2 separate regions of the Zea mays genome follow, and region 2 is linked to region 1. Evidence: chromatin contacts called from public Hi-C data. All regions are on one chromosome and are shown on one strand. The core of a region is the stretch at or near the end of the contact, and the rest is flanking DNA. Distances in the headings are between cores, read along the strand shown. Region 1 holds the start of LOC103642932 (65-kDa microtubule-associated protein 8). Region 2 holds the start of LOC100281371.

Region 1 (3,256 bases), core at 84-2,583:
GATGCGTTATCTTCAGTAACTTACCACTACAGGCGTTCTAGCTTAGCTAATACTAAATTATCTAATTTCCTCCTCCTAATTTTTTCTAGGATGGGTATTGTGGCCAAAGTTCGTACCCTGCAGGAGTATATCTATGTATCTGGTGCATCTGCCACATGATTTCACCACTCCATTCAGAAAGACTCCAATAAAAGAATGCCCATCTTCAAAAGTTTACATGCAGATTTAGAGAAGTGAAGTCATTGCTCGCCGAGGCTCATAATCACACTCTGACCCCCTGAACTGCTGTTGCATGCTAAATCAAAGACTTTTACCTGTAGTGCTTTCTCCCCTGAGCGAGGAGGCAACTCCTGTGAGTGTGAGTTGTTGCTTGATCACAGGTTAATCTCGACTAACAAACGGAAGAGGAAGACGAGACTTTTTTTATTTTTTCGTTTGATGTTTCATTCCATCTGATTCTGAGCCCATTTTCGCAGGAAAAACCAGAGCAACGTGTGATGGTCGATACCGATACGGCAACCATCTTGGGCTCTAAACTCTCGGCCACCGGGACAAGGTACTACGGTAAGATGGCAGGTTGCTATACCTCTCGCTGACATGCCATCTTGCCCTCGCAACGTTGACATGCCAACACGAGGCACACACAGCATGATGCTAGGATGCCCTTGTCACCATGCACAAGCTTGAATTCAGATAAGCAACATCGATGCCATAATAATAATAAAAATTAAAATAAAAGGTAAAACCAGATTCGAACGCCATGCTCTGAGTCCAGAATATTGGGATGCTCTCAGTCTCGTGGTTAGGAACAAGCAAGAACACGGAAGTTTCAAAGCTCACAGAGGCCTGCCGGCAACCGCCTATTGGCCCAAAAAAATGGCTCTGTTACTTTCAGATCAACCAGCTAGTGGCCAAAAAAAAAAGGCATGTCGCCCTCCAAAGGGCGCACATGTCCAGTAAAGCTGAACAAAAGCGGCACCCATCCATTACTCCAGTAGCGTGCGGCTTCAGCTGGAGAGCTCAGCTCGCGCCAGAATTCAATCCGCTGAAGATGCAGCGCAGCCATCAGCGTGATATAGCACACCCATCTTTTTGTTTCAGTTTCATTATCATTAGTAGCACATGAATGAGTGAAAAGGAGAAACGTCTCAGAGAGAGACGAGACCTTCCCAACTTTCCTCCAGAATTAATTATTATCGTCACTAAGGCTGCTGTTACTATTGATTAAAATTTCAAGATGCCACCAGATCAGCTAGAGTAGAGAGAGAGAGAGAGGCCATGCATGCTCTCATGGCGAACACCAACCACACCACAAATATGCTACGTGTCTTGCAAGCAAAACCAGCATCTAAAGCCACTAGCAGCAGCAGCCACCACTGTATTTCGCAGCTTTCCTGTCACATACACATGCTAAATCCATGCCCTCCACGGCCACCACCTCTAAGCATGTAACGTACCGCGCGCAGCTGAACTCGGCCGAGCAATTTCTGCTCTGAGTTTGTCAGGTCCGAGAGATGGGATCACTCAGTATGGCTGAAAAAGCTCCCGGCGCTGCGTTGCCAGAGTCTTCATGTGCATACTTGCTTCAAGAACTCAAGGTACGCAGAGCTTTTCCAACAACAACAACAAAAAAAAAAGAATATATATCTGTTCAGTTCTTACTGAACTCTGCATTGGTTCTTAGATGATATGGGATGAAGTTGGGCAAGAGCAGAGCGAAAGGGAGAGAATACTCGAAGAGCTCGAGCAGGAGTGCCAGGAAGTTTACCGAAGAAAAGTAAACAGTGCCAACATGTCCAGGATCCAGCTGCACCAAGCCTTAGCTGAATCCGAGGCTGAATTTACCAACCTGCTGCTATCCCTCGGAGAAAGATCGTTCCCGGCACGAGTAAACACCCTGATCTCGCGGGTATCGTCATATTTATTTATCCATATCCAACAGGGAACAACTGGAAGCTAACCTGGAAACGAATTTCTGCAGCCCGAGAAAATGGCAGGCACCCTGAAGGAGCAGCTCAATTCCATCACGCCCGCCCTACAAGAAATGCAGATGAGAAAGGACGCCAGAGTAAAGCAGTTCGTGGAGGTTCAGACTGAAACACACAGAATCGCTTCTGAAATCGCTGGACGGTTAGCGGGTGGAGCTGTCGCTGTGAATGAAGAGGACCTGTCGCTAAAGAAGCTCGAGGAGTTCCAAAGCGAATTGCGAAGGCTGAAGAGAGAAAAGGTACGCATGCCATGCCTCCTTCACCTGATAATAAACGTGCGATGTCGTAAGACAATGCTATAGCACGTCTGGATCTGATCTCGTTTATTTCCTCCAGAGTGACCGCCTCTGCAAAGTGGAAGAATACAAAGTTCTAATTCACAATTTTGCGAAAGTGATGGGAATGGATCCTTCAGAGATACTTGCTAGTGTTCACCCAAGGTTGCTAGATGGACCAAATGAGCAGCAGACGAAGAATATCAGTGATGACATCCTTAACAAGCTCAATATGACTGTTCAGCAGCTAAAACAAGAGAAGAGCAATAGAAGGGAAAAGGTGATTTGCCATCCTTGTGGTTCCAACCATTTTAGCCAGTAGCCCCATTCGCTTCAGCGGCAGCATGAAAAACAGAGGATACATTCAGGTTCTCAGGGATAATAAAATATTCTAATACAATACTTAGTTCAAGAATAGCATAAAGAGAATACTCATTAATAACGTTAGTATTAGCAAGTTATTCCTGTTGCTAGTTCTAACAGGAAATATACCATGCGAATGTTCAAGAAAAAGAGAGAGAATCTTGAACTGCATTAATATCTTATTACTAATGCAGGGGTATTCTTTTGTAGCTCCAAAACCTTGTAAAAGCATTAACAAACTTATGGAATACTCTGGATACTCATATGGAAGAGCGTCAACCTTATGGGCAAATTAAGGTACTCGCAATGACTTCAGTAAACGGTATGCTAGGTCCTGGAAGCCTCACACTTGAGACAATTCAACAGGTAAAAGACCAGAGATTAAACTTCAAAGCAGAATGAATTATGTCATACAAGTAACTGTCTTGAAGCTGATAGGTTGAAACTGAAGTTCAGCGGCTGAGTCAGTTGAAGGCAAGCAAAATGGAAGAGCTATTCGTAAAGAAGAGAGCAGAAGTCGACGAAATTTGCAAGAAATCACACATGGGCATGCCTTATCAAACAGAAATGGACAAAATAATGAATCTGATAATGTCAGGTGCGTTCGGCACAGTTATATGCCATTTTCTC
Region 2 (3,309 bases), core at 525-3,024, 810 kb after region 1:
TGCAAAGTTTTTGCTAGCCGAAGTTAATAGAACTTTAGAAATCCTTATATTCTTACCATCTTTGGCATGCTGCTCGAAATATGAAAAATGGCCAACATGAACATCGAAGTCTATCGTTTCGTGATATGGGGATTTGTTCGTGAAGCAGAAGCGATGGACGCCTCTCTTCTGAACTATGAACTCAAACTTGTCACTAGTCTTATCTCGGGAATCACGGACTTGAGCGCCATTAGGATCCTTAACCTGTCATTAGTCAAGATGGCGTTACAGTTGGAACGCTAGGTAAAACAAGGAAAAACTATAAATCGAGGAAAGGTTCTACAGTGCTTGTGTTAATGAGCCCAACAAGCACCAAACAAGACTAGTTAATGAGCTTACTAAGTCAAACTGTCTGATCCATCAAAGCTTTGTTGCAGCAAAAGAAAATAAGGACAGGAGTTGAAAAATCCGATAAAGTTAAGAGAGCAACAGGAGTTCAAAGTTGAAGCTGTCACCAGCCAACTAATTTGTTGACGGACCCATTAGTTATTAAAGATTAACATTAAAAAGTAACAAATATAATTAGAGGTTTCTTTTTTCTTCATTACACAAATTGAATACCTTACATCTACATAATTCAAACCCTTAGACTTCAGATTATGTTAGATACCAGTCAGAAAAAGATGCAACAAACAGCTTTAGTTAAGGCTATTAAGTTCCACAGATCATGTCCTGTGCTCAAAACCCCACACCACATTCCTTCCATCCCATAATTGGACTGTAGCAATATAATCCCCATATGATCAATTGGGCATTCCAACGTATATTTCTTTCACATCCATAATCAATGATGCAGACCCTTTAAATAGTAGCATAGGTGCATATGTAATTTTGTTGAATTATTAGTTCATCACTTCATCGTTGCGCCCTAAAGGCTTTCGTTCACTGTTAATCCATGTGGATTGAGTGATATTGAGTCGGTTTAAATCCATAGCAAGTCAAATTTCATCTCAATCCATTCTAATACACTCCAATCCACATGTAATTAGAATAACCGAACAAGGCCTAAATAGTCGTAGATACGACCCAAGAATGCATCAATCAATATACATAATTTAAGATTTCTGTCAGAAGCAGATAGGCTCAGACCGAACCAGTAGTCCCTTACCACAAGATCGACGCCCTCCTCGCTGTAATGCCACGGGGTGTCAGCCTTGATGACGACGAAGGATACATGGACAGTATCCCCCTCGTATTCCACGTTATGCGAGAAGCACTCTTCCCTATCGATCACGAAGCGGATGCCCTCGGCCGGGCGCAAGAACAGCACGGCACAGAGCACCGATAAACAACACACCGTTCTCCAGCTCAGCCCCTCCATGCCGCTGCCAGAAAACGACTAATGGTTCCACGAGCCTCCCTGCAGAGACGAATCCCCAAACGATCAGCATGGGCATAGGAAAAGATCAGGTGGTCACGGTTCGGGTGGGCGGAATCGGCTGAGGAACGGGATAGACCGGACGGGAGTAAACTGGGCACGCGGCTGGCCGGTAACGCACAGCAGCAGCCACCATAGGGGAAGATTCCGTTGAATGGAGTCCGCTCCCACCCTGCGACTCCAGGCTCCGATCAGGCTGGCAGCGAGTGCCGGAGCAAGATCTGACCGGGGCCGCAAGCCCTATGCAAGAAATCGCCAGTCGGGGTGAGACGGAGAGGAAGTGGAGTATAGACTCGTACCTGCTGCTGCTCGGAGCTGGTGAGGTCGCCGCTTGCTTCCGGCGATCTGGGCGGCGCTTTACCGCCTCGATGGAGGAAGCGATCGATCGAGAGGAGATAAAGATAACTCACGAAGCGAACTGACCGAGACGAGATATCCGTCCGCGTGAACTGTGAAGGAAGGAGTTCTTTCCCATTGTTCGACGCGAGATGGGCTCTAGGCCCCTCTCCGTCTCCGTCTCTGGCTTTGGCAACCAGGCCTGCGGCCTAAACGTTGGGCCTACCACCGCATTATACAGGCCCAAATGTAGAAGGCGTCCAGCAGCAATATGGGGCATTTTCTGCAGGCGTCAGCTTTTACTGACCGCTGATTTCAGCAGCAGCAGGTCAGAGAAAACTGATCCTGCACGTAGTGGAACGCCCGTTTTCTGAATTTCCCTATATCCAAAAAACTAGAATTTTACAGTGCTAACGGCTAGTTTTGGACATCATTTTTTAAGGAATTTTATTTTTCCAAGAGAATTAAAAATCCCTTTAGAAAATGTAGTTTCCAAACTAGTCATAAGAGTGTATTTGTCTGGGATTATAATATATCCAGATAATATAGTCTAACAAATTTTAAAGTAATCTTTAGTTTAAAAATTGTTAGATCATATAATCTAGTCCGATTATAATTCAAAACAATCAGAGCCTAACTAAGGATCCTTATTTTTATTTGATTTTAGTAGTTGAGTGATAATTTAGATTGAAACGTCTCAGCTATAGGATAGGATGCACCTTCGACCCAATCTTGACAGCGAGCACACACAGAAGCCAACACACAGACATCATTGTCTTCCTAGCACTTACACTCTGGTCACCAACACTAGAGGAATGTAGAACCCTGAGACAAGGTTAGGCTTTCTAAATACAAAAAAACTTAAGAGATCGCATGATACAACCCTAAGACACTAGACTATAAATAGAGTTAAGAAACAATATGTTTGGAGAGTCGTGTAAAGACAGACTCTTCGTGAAGAGTCGGTCTCGACACTATATTAAATGGGTTACATGCGCTAACAAGGAAAGTGGTAAGTCTAGGAGACATTGAGAGAGAGTAATGGTTTTAAAACCTGGATATATTTTATTTGGACTTTCAAACTTCAATACACTAATTCATTCGATTGCATAAATGTCATGGACTATTGGGATACTATACGAGATGCTCTCTTCTGCAAGTATGGACTATTGTAATGTAGATGATATTTTGTTTATATGTGTCTATATGTTATATTCATGACATTTTTATGACGGATGCTATGGAAATTGGGAAAACTTTGGCAATTTTTTCACATGACATATTAATTATTTTTAGCAATTTATTTTAACAATTGTACAAGACATAATGTAAAGTATATGCTATGATGTAGGACAGATAAATACATGGCTACAACTAAATACAATTTGAATGGATATTGACATCGCGTAAATATCCAACTTTGAGCACATGGATATAGATTAGATGTTGAATACCCTAAACTCGAAATACAGATCGGATCACAACCATTTTATACTAATCGAATTCAAATATCTGACAGGTAATTTCTGTATCATTTACATCTCTACTAGCCGCAC

The links. Hi-C and Micro-C count contacts between places; a contact is called where the count stands out from the background.
Region 2: a contact with region 1 is called in a Hi-C map of leaf, with 9 times the contacts expected there. The contact joins the promoter of LOC100281371 here to the promoter of LOC103642932 in region 1. A contact is called at or near these places in 3 of 25 Hi-C or Micro-C datasets (bundle sheath, leaf and leaf mesophyll).

What each region holds. Positions count from the first base shown.
Region 1 is chr1:198,211,567-198,214,822 of Zm-B73-REFERENCE-NAM-5.0, forward strand. It overlaps LOC103642932 (65-kDa microtubule-associated protein 8), which reads left to right and starts at 1,334. Exons shown (of 11, transcript NM_001322877.1): 1 at 1,334-1,598; 2 at 1,685-1,888; 3 at 1,982-2,227; 4 at 2,325-2,543; 5 at 2,837-2,992; 6 at 3,065-3,224. The coding sequence starts at 1,515.
Region 2 is chr1:199,017,543-199,020,851 of Zm-B73-REFERENCE-NAM-5.0, forward strand. It overlaps LOC100281371, which reads right to left and starts at 1,775. Exons shown (of 4, transcript NM_001154289.1): 1 at 1,148-1,775; 2 at 57-243. The coding sequence starts at 1,360.